Regions from separate parts of the Zea mays genome. Here region 1 is linked to region 2. Evidence: chromatin contacts called from public Hi-C data. All regions are on one chromosome and are shown on one strand. The core of a region is the stretch at or near the end of the contact, and the rest is flanking DNA. Distances in the headings are between cores, read along the strand shown. Region 1 has its middle 72 kb from the start of LOC109943658. Region 2 holds the start of LOC103637666 (homeobox-leucine zipper protein HOX1-like).

Region 1 (7,294 bases), core at 2,180-4,679, 620 kb before region 2:
AAGTAGACGAAGTAGATCTTGCCCATCAGGAGGGGTAAAGATCATAGGGTCGTCATAGGGTCGGCAGGCCACCCTAGGACGGATCTAGACGACGTAGAGTCGAATAGGGGTAGAGGTGGATATGCGGTAGGCCACAACTAGAACAACACTATACCTACTCCTAGTGCAGGAAAGGTAAATAAAGTAGATAGATTCGATTGGAATATGTTCGGGGGTTCTCAATCGGCCGTACCTCTTTATATTTATAGGGAAAGAGGTCTAGACCTATTCCTAGTAGATAGCCAACAACTCCCACATGATTAGATGGATAACTACGCAAAAGATAAAGATAATCACCCGAGTTAATCTAATCGCGGGGCACGCGGACTGTCCCGGCCCAAGAGCCGGACCGTCCGCCACTTTTGGTGTTTAACACCTCTCTCGGTACGAATTCTAGGGTTCTTCGTGGAGAAGAAGACCCTCTGCGCTACTGCAGACTGTCTGGCCCTAGGCACATATCAGTCTAAAAACATGCAGAGAGGAGGATCCGCTCCTACGCTCAGATATTTTTTTTCACATTAAATAATGGAGTCATGACCGTCGGTCGACTGGCTCGGGACCTTCAGCTCCGGGGTTCGAGATACAAAAGCAAAACAAACGGGTAGAAATTCATGCTTGCCACCACGAAACTTTAACCTGAAATGCCAGGAGAGGTCTTTGGTGTACTCTCGTCCCGAATCGTTCGTGGGGGAAAAAAAATTAGGATGATGACCTCCAGGCTAAACTGCAGTAGACCAGTAGTAGTCGATCATACTTAAAGCTTTAGCACACTTGCACTGCTAGTGCAGACTCGCAGAGTCAGAGCGTGTCTTGTGCGCATAAAAGAACTATTGACGACAGGGAAAGCACTCGGCAATATACGGGCATCCCGGCGAGGACGACCTACCTAAACCTCTGCAGTTTCTTGCTTGCTTTTAGCGGTGGCAGCTGATTTTTTACGCACACTCTTGCAATCCATACTAAAGGATTTCAATCTCTAGCAAATCAAAATCTATTCCAATCCATATTAGGCAATGTTTGTTTTAGATTATAATCTCTCCAGATTATATAATCTAGCGCAAATAATCTATTAGGTAAACAAACAACTAGATTATGAGTTCAGATTATATAATCTAAAGCCCAGATTATGATAATCTCATAATCTCCTAAAGAGTAGCTTATTTGAGATTATTTTAGCAAAAAACCCACTATCCATGGTTATGTAAATAGAAATTACAATATATATCATCCTTCTTTTCTCACCTCAAATAAACAAAAAGGTATTATTGTTGTCTTTATGAATAATCTATATTTATATAATCTAAACTACCAAACAACTACATATAGATTATAATATATCTAAATTATATTCTGGATTATATAATTTAAATTATAATCTAGATTATATAATCTATAAGCTGAAAAAAATAGGACTTAATCTTCTCCAATCTAAACTGAACAATCCCTGAGAGTGGTATTGTATAACGGCCGGAGCTGGGTAGTGCAGGCAGCTGCGCAAGTGGCCGGACTGGACCACGCTTGGAAGCACGATCTTGGTCGGTTCCGTTCTTTAATCACCGTGTCGGCGCCTTTCTTTCCTGTTCATTCATCTCGATGCCGGGCTGCTTCAACAGCGCTCCGGAACCGTAAATAAAAAGCCTGGGACGAGTTCTGTTTGTTGTACCCGACTTTTTTGTATTTTGTCCCTTTTTCGGAAAAAAATTCACGTTTAGACCTTAAAAAATTTTAATGTCATTTTTGGACCCTCTGCTCGGCGCCATAGCCTATGGCGCCGAAATAACACATCTCGGCGCCATAGGCTATGGCGCCGAGGTACATACTGCGCTGACGCAACCCGAACGACGTGGCGCCGACGTGGTACCAAGCTCGGCGCCAAGATCTATGGCGCCGAGCTTGGAAGTGTAATCAAAAAGCTCGTTTAGCTCAGTTGGTAGAGCACAAGGCTCTTAACTTTAAGGTTGAGGGTTCGAGACCCATCGTGTGCGTTCTCAATACTTTTTGTCTTTGTCGCTGATTTGTTTTTTTTGTCAAGATTTTTTTCGTTTATGCCGCTCCTTATATCTGCTCCTTTGATTACATTAATTTTTTTATTTTCTTGTAAAATCAGCTGAACACAATAGGGATCATCGCTAAATCCATGCGCGAATGAAAGCTGCGGGGAAACAGCTCCCTTTATATATAGCTAGGGTTTGATCCAGTCAAATATTCATGTAGGAAAAACAAACTCCTCTCACACGAAACAAAAGTTGTCTACAATGTCAATCATTCTGTCATCTCACTAATTACAAGTGATTAAACATTAAATAATATACTAAAAACTGAAGTACATCATATAAAATGTTAAAAATATTTATATCATAAACAAATGACTATGTTAATCTTACATTACTAGTGATGTACAATGATAAAATTTAATTAATATTAAAAGTCTAATTTCGAATGCATTAGATTATTGGAGTTTTAGAGTCCAAAATCAGTCAAAAAACAAAAAAGGAAATAAACAATCCATGGAATTCATCACAGTGAAGTATGGTAGAAACACCACCGGCAGAGCATCCAGAAAGAAGGGCCTGGTATACGATAAATTGCATCAGGGACATGAAAATGACCTCTGAAAAGCTAAAGAAAAATGAGTAACAGAAGAGTAGGGGAAATTAAGTGTAAATACCTGATTAGCATAACGCATTCCTTGGGCCATTAGGTCATCCATAGCGGCCTGCCAAATGCGCTGACCTCGGAAATAAAGGCCTGCAGCCTAAAGAAAAAGAAGGAAATCAGACAGTGAATTGTTGTGGTTCAGTAAACAAAACAAAGCAAGGATAGATTTTTGGAGTTGCATCCCATGGCACGCACATTTAGTTTGTGTCCTGAGCTAATAAGGAAACAAAAAATTAGTGACAAAAATAAAAAATATTAAACACCCACGGTGGGGCTCGAACCCACAACCTCAAGGTTAAAAGCCTTGCACTCTACCGACTGAGCTAGACAACTTTATTGTTATATATTCGAGCTCGGCGCCATAGATCTTGGCGCCGAGCTTGGTGCCACGTCGTCGCCACGTCGTCCGGGCTGTGCCAGCGTAGCACGTACCTCGGCGCCATAGCCTATGGCGCCGAGATGTGTTACCTCGGCGCCATAGACTATGGCGCCGAGCAAAGGGTCCAAAAATGACATTAAAATTTTTTAGGATCCAAACGTGAATTTTTTTCCGAGAAAAGGACAAAATACAAAAAATTGGGTTTGTTGTACAGTGTTTTGTCCGTATGGATCGGAGCTGGCTGAGTAGATGAGGACGATGCGTGTGCTTGAAGCCACACACCTCCCGTCCCCCGTGCCTGTTGGTGTTGGCTCCTGTGGTAGTAGGATTCGGAGATGTGGCACGCAACACACACGGCGCACGCGAGAGGAGGACCGTGGAAAGCAGAGCAGACGACGCCCGCCACGGTCGCCTCACCCTAAACCCTGAGGCTATGTCTGCGCCTGCATTATGCCTGTTTCTAGTTCTCTCTTTACATCCTTTTAGAATAGGACTTTTACAATAGACTGCTCGTTTGACTTTAATTTGTACCGGCTCCTGTTACTTCTATAATATTTTTGCAGCTACAACTTTTTAAAAAGCTAGCTTTAATGAAGCAATCGTATCTAGCTATATCTATCCATGATCCATCCACTACTACTATCCCAGATAGTAAACGTATACCGCTTTGCGTCGTTGCGTTGCGTGCCTGCCCCAGCACGTTACAAAGCTACATGATGCTGCGTCCGTTTGGAGGGGGAAGAAAAAAAAGGAATCACACGAGGTGGGCAGATGAGACGGAAGCTACGTCGGTGGTTTCAGCCTTTCAGCGTAGCTGCTGGCCTGTCGCCACGGCCAACGTGCGTTGCAAATCTTTCCTTGCTCAACTTTTTTTAAAAAAAAATGGGATATTCCTCGCTCTCGCAAAAGTCCAGGGAGAGTCCAAAATGAATGAAGTCGTAGGCCAGATTTCGTGAAGTTGCTTGGTCCGCCGAAGGAGAAGAATATGATAAGCAGAGCTGCAAGGAGCAGTACTTTGTGGGCTGGCCGTTTCTACCACGCCGGACCGGCCCAGGAACAACACGTTTCCTTTCCCCACAAATGGCCCAGGATCCGCCAAGTTCTCTTCCTTTCTAGAGGCAGCATCTGCCTTAAACCTGTTAAGTAACTCTAGTTAGTGTTATATGGACAAATACCGACTTTGTCTCTGAGGGGTCTCACATCTCTATAAAAGGAACATGTACCCTCCTCATAATACAGAGATGAGAAAGAGGCCAGGGGCCCAACCCTATATCCGGTGTCTTATGTGTTTCCTCTGTCGTGCTTATGGGAAGGGAGACGGATCCTCTACATCTTCTTGCGCCTCTACTTCTGACGGGAGGGAATGAAGCGGATCTGGTGATCCGCGGTAACGTAGTTCTCAACACGTTATCAGCACGCTCTACCTCGATGTTGCTGCTGATCCGATCTGCACCAACTCTTCGTCCAGCCGACAGGTCTTCCGGCATAGCCGAACTGTCCTATGCGATAGGCTTCAGTCTCTCGTGTAAGAAATCAAAAGGTATAATTTTTCTGTTAGTAAATTGGATGATGTTCGTGGGAACTGTTCACCTGTAAAGAAATCGGCGATGGCTTTCCTGGCTGTACGCTGCGCACCCCCTCTCCCCTTTGTTGGTTCGCCACTGAACCGCAGCTGTGCAGATTTGGCTCGCTCGCTCCAGGTCTCCAGCGCAAGCGCAGGGCATGACGCTTCCTCCGCGCACGATCGTGTCGGTTGTGGCCCCCGCTCCATCGAATGGATGCGGCGGCAACGGTTTCGCTCTGCGCGGTTTGGCAACGCGTAGCCGGGAGAAAACTCGGTAGAGATAGAGCATCTCACTTGCGAAACAATGAAGAGGAAGGTGCACAATCGTCGTGGCAAGGTGCCATCATCACCGGCGGGTTCGCGGCACCAGTAGTTTCGCGTCCGCGCTATGACTCGCGTCATCGACCTCCAGGAGGTCTTCTCGGGCCTGCAGTCCGCGCGCTACGACTCACGCTCACCAACGCGCTCACCAACGCCGTTGTCCTCGAGGTGCACCTCTAGCAGAGGTTGTGCCAGTGCGAGTGGCGCTCCGAGCTCTTTCATTTCCTTAAGTTGCCCGGTCAAAGCATGCATGCGAGTGGCCACATGAATGGCTGCATGCTGGACCTGAAAGTGATCGGATCCGAAAATGGTGGCTGGGATAAAAAAAGGAATCATACGATGCATTACCCGATTAATGCTAGCTATTTACTGTTGTCGTATGCATTGGTGATCCATTTTCTACTCAACTGAAAAAACAGCAAATGTTTTTATTCTATTTATTTCTGTTACGATTAACAAATAGTATAAATCATGATTTATGTTACTTTTTCATCTTAATTAATTATTTCGTACAGTAAATAATTATTAAAAATACATTTTTAAATATGGAAAATGACTTTTTACACATACCTGATTTGTTATGCTCATGCATTAATTTTGGTGTTCATTTTTATGTTTTTATTTCTCGTAGCTGATATTCAGCAAAAAATATTAAAATGCATGTCAAGTCTATATTGTACATACTTAAATCGCTCTAAATATTTATATTATGTTGAGATTTTGGACTCACGTCGAGTGGGTACTCGGACATGCCGATCAGGCTACATTGTTAATCGGTCGAGTTATGACACTGGCTAGCATTGGCTGCGCCCTGGCAACATGACGCAGTATTTGTGTCGTACGAACTTAGTTGCGTCATGTGATTGCTATGTCACACTCTCATTTAGTCGAACCGCTCTCATTGAGTCGGACCGTCATCGTCGAGTCACGTATTTTTCGCATGCCCTGCAGGCACCGTCCATCTGACGTGATCATCGAACCACAACTGTGCTTGTTGCACATGTTGTGTGGACTTACCTTGTACCCCGACTCTCGAGCCACAACTGCGCCTGTTGCGCTTGTTACGAAGACTTGTTGTATTGTCGTAGAACTGATGGTCGCACACTCTTTGACACCAGATACGTTGGAGCTTGTACTCACGTACAACATGGTGAGTTATACATGCCCTTGAAGTCACATCATAGCGCAAGCTTCGTAAACAATTTTGTTTGGCTATACATTTTATTTGATTTATGTTGTGTGGCATCATATGTTCATATATAGCCAAGTAGCCATAACAACTTTCACAAGCTCTATAATGCTTGGAAATCTGGAAAATTAAGTTGAAATGCAATTAAGCACATATAAGTTAATAAAGGCTACAAATCTCAGTCATACATTGCTCAACCAGATGTTGGCACATTGCTATTTGTCGTTGAACGACATGAAGTGAACTTTGAGATAAATGGCATGTACCCTAGCAACACGAAGTTGCAAGTACATCGAAGGTTACTCTGAGAAAATTTTCACTATGTTGGTGTGAAAAATCATTGTGTGTTCTCGTCGAACCACTTTAATCCTCCTATATAGGACATCTATGCTTGTGTTGCATATATCTCTCAGAATTGTAAATACTCATAGTTGTTGAATTAACTCGGGATAGTACTTTAACGAGTATGGTATACATTGCAAGCCAACTGGTAAAGGTCAATCTTGAATTGATATATATGGGGTTTATGTAGTAGAACTACATTGGATTCCACCGCCTTGGTATGCTTACCGTAATCTACATATGATCTACTAGAAGTGAGAATATTATACAAATAACTATGAAATCCCACATCGCTATAGAGCTTGAAGCTAAATTGGACACTATATGGCTCTTCTGGTCCTCGGCGCCAGAAGAGCCATATGTCTTGACCACTAGACTATTAGTAATGGTAATTTGTGAAGAAATATGAAGATCTTATGGAGATCTATTGTGTTCTCCCTAGTCCTGATGACTCCTTCGTATGAGAGTAGTACTATTTGTTGTTGAAGCCTGGTCCCAGACGGATATTTGTCTTGTTTCACTCTTGCCAAGCAGTTATCACCATTTGCTTAATCGAAAGCTTAGCAATCATGTGATTTTTCCCAGATAAAAGGAATCTTGGCCTTGTCTGTTCTATTCCAAAGCTTCGCTTTTTGCTGAACAATGAAGATATTGAAATAAGGCTTTATAGAACAAATTGGTATATAATACAAGGAGAAAAGTTTGCTCTGCTGGTAGCTTACATAACAAATAATTGACTATTTGTTATAAGTTATCTCTCAAAAAATTTATACCTAAAAAATGTTGCATAACTTGAAACCCA
Region 2 (7,766 bases), core at 2,248-4,747:
CATCAAAGGGTGCTTATTTCAGCTTATTTTTTATGAAAGACCCACTACCCATGGCAAGTTGATTAAAATTACTTCCAATTGCCATCCACCTATCCATAAGCGTTCTCACCCACCAGACAATTAAAACAATCAAGGGTATTATTGTATTTGTATGCATATGAATAATAAGCCGAGTCCAAATAATCTGAGCTAACAAACAGCAGCACCTAGCTTATTTAATCCACAACAAATAATCCAGATTATATAATCTAAATTATAATCTAGATTATATAATCTATAAGTTGAAACAAACAGGGCCTAAGCACCACTCTGCCCCTTTTTCAGTCAGAGACTTGGTGGAGGCAACCCACCAGGATGACCACAAAAGACTTGCACAGTAGCACAGCCGAATCAGTAAGGTATCATGACTGTGTACGTACGTACGTACAGGCTACATCATAGAGTTGTTCAGCTTGGAAAAAGTTGAAGCAAAGTGAGACGAGACCGCAAAAGCAGGGAAGGGGGGGCCGGGGGCAAGGCAGCGGCAAGGTGTCCCAGGGCCTAGGCATTTTGTAATCCGAAACCAGGGCCCAGACAAGGCCACGCGGCCGTCAGCTTTGCATGCAGCTTTCGCTCCCGGAGTTTAAGCTGAGGCCGTCCGCGTGGGGGGCTCCCCTGGTCAACAACACGATCTCCTCCTCCGCCATTAGATTAATAATAATAACGACGATGTGTTGCCGGATGATTAGGTTAGGGCACGGCACGGCAGCAGGACACTCTGGTGGGGGCGGGTGATTGGATACGCGTGTGCGTGGGGGAGTTTAGCTTCGTGTCCCCCCGCACATGGGGCCATGGGGGGTGCTGAGGGGGCGTGGTGGTTAGCGACTACTAGTAGATTAGTGTCGGGGTTAGGCCACCAGGGGCTAGGCTACTGGAGGGAGTGTGTATAATTGTGGGAAGAAGTCACGTACACGCACGCACGCGCGCCCGGATCTAACCAAGATTGCGCTGCGCCCCCCCCCCCCCCACAAAGGCTCAGGCCTCACTGACGAGCGCGCGCGCGCGGGACCAAACAAATCATGCAGCCACACCTGCACCTGTCTACTGCTGCTAAGCTCTAGTTTAATCATGGCAGTGCTTGCGCTAATGCTGGAACTAGCGGCACTAATCAAATCTCTGTTCGCTGCATGACACATCATGTGGGGAATCCTACTGCTCTCGGCTTGATCTTCTGCTCAATTTCTCCGAAATCATACCCAAAAACAAAAACAAAAACAAAAACAAAAATTGGAGGAGCTCATGAGTTCCTACGAAAACGTTTTGTCAGGAGGCAGTAGTAGCAGATGGGTTCAGGTCGTACTCCAAGTAAAGTAGGCAGCGGAGATCCATGGATCTTATCTCTTTTTTTTTCTCCCTCTTGAAATTGAGAAATCAATTGGATCAGTGACCTCGTTTTTTACGTTCTTTCCAGTCAACTGTTCGAATCAGTTCGATAGGACATTTCGCCGGAATTTGACCAGAAAAACTTTTGTCCTGCGCCCGCCCATTTCAGACGGCGCAACACGCTCCTTGCCTGCCGGTTCATTCAGCGGAGCCCTGCCGTGCTGCACTGCTGCGTGCCGTGTGGCCAGCCGCGGAGACAGTCAAGGAATGCGAACGCACCCTGACGTTCCTGTGGTCTGGCGGATGACATGACGCCATCCTTTCACCTCCTCCGCTCTTGTTGGGTTCCTCTATTTTTCCACAGAGTAAGAACACGGGGGAGGAAAAGCAGGATGGTTCCGTCTGTCCTCGGACTCAAAACATCGACGTCAGAAACTTCAGACTTGGAGCAATTAACAACTGAAACCTTATATATGCAAAGTAGTAGTAAGACAATTTTGCATCACTTATGAGTACAAAGACATAAGACATCGTTATCTATTTTTCAGCAAATAAAACACTGCCAAACAACGAAGATTTTTATCATATCGGACTAATAAACACTACTAAGCTGTAATAGCCTGCGAGTATAATAAGAACCAAACAAAGAAAAAAAGAAGATCCAGCCCTAATTAGCACTAGCTACTTAGCTAGCGGTAGCGATTAGCAAGCGCATCCATCTCATGCCATATCGTGGTCGTGGATCACGGCCTCCGGGCTGGGCCGTCGACGAACACGGGGAGAGGGCCCCAGCAGGGCCCTGCACGGCCCGCCTGGTCGGCGGACGCGGACGCGGAGGCGAGGCGCTCGCAGGAGGGGCACATGGTGAGCGTGGTGGGCGGCGGCATGCGCGCGTAGTGGTGCGGCGCCACGAGCTTGAGCACGCGCAGCTCCGCCACCTCCCGCTGCAGCCGCCGGTTCTCCTCCGTCAGCGTCTCGCAGCAGCGCTTCAGGAACTCGCAGTCCACCTCCGTCTGCTTCAGCTTCGTCCTGAACGATAATATTATTATTAGACTAGTATTAGCCACGGAGGATGAGTCAGTATAAATGGCATGCGTGTGCTGCTTCAAGGGCGCTGCTTTGTTCACCTGGCTCTGCGGTTCTGGAACCACACCTCCACCTGACGCGGCTTCAGGTTCAGCTGCTTCGCCAGCGCCGCCTTCTGCTTCTGATCAGCCAACGGTTCTTATTATTATTAGATCGAGTTGAAGGTTGATCGATGTTTCTTTTTGGAGGATATAAGTAATTATACACGTACGGGGTTGAGTGTGTTATGCTCCTTGAAGCTCTCCTCGAGGACGGCGGCCTGGTCCTTGGACAGGCGGAGCTTCTTGCGCGACCCACCGCCGGAGTCCTCGTCGTCGCTGCCGCCTCCGGCTCTCGGGGTGTGGTCGGCCACCTCTCCGCCGCTCCTCGCCGGAGCTGCGCGCTTCCCGCTGAGGCTGCTGGAGAGCGTGCTGTTTGGCGACGACGACGCGCCGCCAGGCTCCTCGTCGTCCTCGCTGCAGCTACCCCTCCTGGTATCCCCGGCAGGGGCCCGGTTCACGTCCACCCCCCGCAGGAACGGCATCTCGTGGCCGTGGCGCGCGGCCGCCGGCTGCTGCTGCTGATCCATTGTCGTCCCTGCATGCATGCGCGCAGTATCTCTGTCAGGATTAGAGGAACGGCGTCATGCATGCGGTGTCTGCTCTTTGAATCAATTACTCACCGAAGAAGAGACCGGGGCCGTTCCACTTCCACCACTGCGGCGCGGGGAGGGAGGTGATGGGCGCGACGCTGATAGCTCGCTGCTGCTGCTGCCGCGGCGGTGGCGGGGGCTCGACCTCGACCGGAGCCGCGGTGGCGACGCCGAGGCCGAGGCTGAGGCTCAGCCCGAGCCCGAGATGGTTGTTCCCGTACTGCTCCTCGTCTCTCGCATTAAGCGCCATAATATCCATTGATGGTTGCCACTTTGAGCTCGGTTTCCCTTACAGTTGAAAGAGAGAGAGAGAGAGAGAGAGAGAGAGAGAGAGAGAGATAGCGGTGGATGAATCGATGGAGCTGTCGATGTGGTGTGGCAGTGAGGAGGAAGGGGAGGGTCTTGCTTTTAAAGAGGACGCGCACGGCCGGGGATACTCTGTGGGGGTGGAGACGTGGAGTGCAGGGAGGGACGAAAGGTCAAGGTATCATAATAGTATCGGTGAGGTGAGGTGAGGTGTGGGCAGCCGCGTCACCCTCGCCGGCGCAGCCCAATCATCAGCTGAACCTGGGGGGTCCAGGCGGCACGTAGCGGTGGCGCTGGCGCCTCTCTCTTGCTTGACATGTCCCCCCACGGCACGGGCTCGCGCGGGATGGGTGGATCACCGATGCCTCGGCGATGGCGATCCGTGTGTCCCTTCGCGGATTCCCCGTTGCTCCCGCTCCCGCGACGCGCGCGCGGCTGCTCGGAAACCGTACGACGCCGGGCATCGATCGCAACCGGGTCGTCTATCGGTGCCGCCGGGATCCCGGCGCTGCGCTGGACGGATGCTGCGGCTACTGTCGCTGCTCGTCCTTAAGACAGAACGCAGAAAACTCGGTCTTCGCTCCTGCTGTCGCGCATGCGTGCCACAAGTTTTCTACAATTAGTAGGGGGTGACAGTAATCTGGTCAAAGATGTTGTCTACCGTACATTCCGTGGACGTGTCTTTCCTGAAAGTCAAATATATATGATCGAATAGGCCCTTAATCCGTTCTAGTAGTTTTAGTGAAGGTTTTAAGTAGGGGTGGGCATTTTAAAACCGAAACCCGAACCCGAACCCGAATAGACCGAATTATCGGTCTATTCGGGTTTTCGGGTTCGGGTTCGGTTCCTATATGTGATATATTTCGGATTATGGGTTCGGGCTCGGTTCCTAAGCTTTAAAACCCGAATAGACCGAATAACCCGAAATATAAAAAACCTCTTAATATATGATGATATTATTATATGATTTATGAGTTTATTAGCTAAAAATTATGATATCATCTTAACGATAGTATATATATCTCAGTATGCTATTTTCTATAGTCACTTATTGTAATAATAGTACTTCCAATTAATTATAAATTGTATATATTTTAACAAAAGATAATAGTCTCTCTACTATTCGAGTCTATTCGGTGGACCGAATAGACCGAACCGAAATTATGGGTCTATTCGGGTTCGGTTCCTAAAATTATTTTGGAAATTTCGGTTCTCATTTTTCATAACCCGAAATTTCAAAAACCCGAATAGACCGAACCGAATTACCCTAATAGACCGAATGCCCAGCCCTAGTTTTAAGGTGTCGGGCTACGTACGTCGATCCAGACCAGAGTGCGGACCGGCACACGGCCGGAACGTTGCAAAGCTACAGTACGAGTATCTGGAAACGTTTGTGCGCTGCCACGGAATGGCGCAGTGGTATGAATGCGGATTGGGATGCACGGCACGCCAGACGTGATTGGGCCGTGGGTTTTCGGGCAATTATGAGGTGTGCCCCCGCCCCCGGACGCATGCCGACGCCGCGCGGGCCTCGTCAGCCATCGCGCTGTCCCCTCGCGCGCAACCGGCACCGGCACCCGCTCCCTGGTTGTCTGCGCCGCGCGGGGCTGCAGCTGCCCCACCCCCACCCACGCGGTGTGATGCGGTGCCGGAGGTGGCCCGGGGACCAGCTTACAATCATCGTCGACGCGACTGTCACTTTTCTTTTCTTTTTTTTTACACTGTGCTGGGCGTAGATGGCCTGGTGCTCCTGTTTGCTGCTGCCATCATCATCGACTCAATCATGATCCGGGAATGAGTTCATGATTGGTTCTCAGCACGGCCCTGGTTCGAACGATTGATGATTGCTCGCTCAGCTGATAGGCGTATTTCACTTTTATCTCCAACAGAAAAGAAGAAAGAGGAACCATCGGAACGCATTCGGCCATGCGTGTCATTGTACTGCCATCGTCTCCTGCGGTCCTGACCTGCCATGAGGTACTCATACCGTCATACGAGTCCTGCCACTGCCACAGCCAATCCGAGCGCATGCGTGAGCGGTGGACCTGAGCCGGGCGTGGCTGAGCTCGACCCGCAGGCAGCAAGTGTGCAACAGCCAACAGACAGAGCCAGATCACGTGCTAATGTCCACAACATTTCCCTCCGTTCTAAAATAATTATCATCCTCGTTTTTTAAAAGTAAACTATTTTTTAATTTTCATCACATAAATATGCTGTATTAAAGTAAGATATATATCGATTTTACGAAGCTTTGCATATACACAAGTTATTTCGTGTATAGTCCGTATCCGTAAGCGACAGTTTGTTCTTGTCCGCTCCATCGGCAATACTTAAGGACAAACTCATTTACGGTTATATTAGTCTTTTTACATGCCTGCTGGTTTGATTCAACTTCTACATACTCTGTTCGGTTCTAAATTACAAGTCGTTTAGGACGCCGACACGATCTCTAAAATATAGTGTTGATCAAGGTGTTTTTATTAAAATACACATGAACTCTTAATATATTTATAGTTTTCTAAAACTACTTTTTTAAGATAAATTGGTACACATGACTATTAGATTTCAAAAATAAATAACAAAACTGTTATTTGTAGTTAACAATTAGTTGCTAGATTTTAGTCCTAAAAAATCTAAATAGAGAGACTAATGTGTACGATTAAGTTTAACTAAATTTCTAACTAGTTGTTAGCTCACTGCTGCATAAGTCGCCCATGCCGCTGAACACTATCTCCTCTCGGACGCACTGTTCCTCCCACACGTCGCCGCCCTTGCTCACTCCACTGCTCCACGTGCCGCCGCGTCCTAGAACAAAACAACTACACTGCAGCGTTATTATTGTAATCCAAAACGAAAAAAACACTAGCACACGACGGCGTGGGAACCAAACATGGTTGCGTGGGAAACTCCTTTTGAATGTTGTCTTTATAATTATATACTACATTAAAAGAGTTAGGGTCAATTTGCATTCATCTGTCAAACAGTTTTGCCGGCTAATTTTAGCACATGGCTCCAAATAGATTGGCTAATAAATTGGTTAATTGTTAGCCACGTGGCTGACAAATTGTTCACCCATTAGTCATTTGACCTTGCTAATAAGTGTTAATAGATCATAATGAGAGAAAATACATCTATTAGTCAAGACTTTAAACATACCATGACTAATTGTTGCTAGCTAAATATTTATTGGCTAATTGTTAGTTACTGGCAAAAAATTAACCAGAGGATCAAACAAGGCCTTAGACTAATCACTAGTCCTAGTCAATCCAAATAGGGTCTTAGCAATGGATTATCAATGTACTAATAGATGGTTGGATATTAAGTTAAATTATTAGTTCCTATTAGCAACTGAAAATTATTAATAAAATTAATAGTTAGCAGTTCTCCGGTTACCAATTAGTAACTTTATAAACCTTGAATCCACCAGCATTAATCTTGGCTATTAATTTTGAGTGCTAATGAAAATAAATAGACGCTGAGCATTAGCCGTACTGCTAGTATACTATCTTCGCCTCATGATAAGTATATTTTTAAATTTTAAAAATTTATCTTATATCTTCCCATACGAGAAGAATTAACTCTAGTTATTGTCTTATAGAGTTGGGTTTTCTATTTGATAGTAATTACACCTTTGTAGAGGTATATATAGTTTTATTAGCATGAATCATTTCACTAGAGTTTTAAAAAGTGCATTTTTGTTTTGAGAGGTAAAAAGTACCTACTAAAATGGAATCCGTAGAAGTGTATTGTATTTATTTTTGCAAGATACGGAAATACAAATATCTAAGGACTGGTTTGATTTAGATCCTATTTGGTTTGGGGTGACTAAAGTTTAGTGACTAAAGTTTAGTCAGTTTTAATCTCTAAAGAAGCAAATATGGTGATTAAAGTGGGATGACCAAACTTTAGTTCTTTAGTCACCAAAAGGGTGACTAAAAGGAACTAAAGTAGTATTTTTACCTTATTTACTATAAACATCAACTAATTAGTAGGGGTAATACAATCATTATTCACAGTAATTAATGTTTTTTAGTTTGGTTTAGCCATTGAAACAAACAGGATACTTTAGCGACTAAACTTTAGTCATTAAATTTTAGTGACTAATGAAACCAAACAGGGTTTTACGTAGAAATGGAGATGATTTCTATCCCATTAATCCGCAGCCCTAATAAAAGCCCTAATAGGACTTGGAAGACAGCGTCACGTGCATCGGAACGGGAAAGCGGGAGGGAGGTCACGTGGACGCGCCCGCCTCGTCGGCCCCGCCGCACGCCACGTCGGACCGCACCAAGCGAAGCAGAGACAGAGGGACCCACGACCCCACGCGCGCCTGCCTGCCCCGCGCGGCCCCGACAGCGCCAACTTTCCCCAATCATTGACG

The links. A called contact is a pair of places that touch in the nucleus more often than the background predicts.
Region 1: a Hi-C map of bundle sheath shows a contact between it and region 2, with 4 times the contacts expected there. The contact joins the enhancer-like site here to the promoter of LOC103637666 in region 2. A contact is called at or near these places in 2 of 25 Hi-C or Micro-C datasets (bundle sheath and ear).

Annotation. Positions count from the first base shown.
Region 1 is chr1:94,978,831-94,986,124 of Zm-B73-REFERENCE-NAM-5.0, reverse strand. No RefSeq gene overlaps it. Among protein-coding and RNA genes, the nearest start is that of LOC109943658, 72 kb to the right of the region's middle. Within about 2 kb of position 3,429, at least 18 of the 20 cell types and tissues checked have an H3K27ac peak or open chromatin away from gene starts, as enhancers often do. A contact at or near this core is called in bundle sheath and ear, where this site is marked.
Region 2 is chr1:94,354,517-94,362,282 of Zm-B73-REFERENCE-NAM-5.0, reverse strand. It overlaps LOC103637666 (homeobox-leucine zipper protein HOX1-like), which reads right to left and starts at 3,497. Exons shown (of 4, transcript NM_001331124.1): 1 at 3,110-3,497; 2 at 2,660-3,024; 3 at 2,490-2,569; 4 at 1,815-2,391. The coding sequence starts at 3,338. The coding sequence ends at 2,106.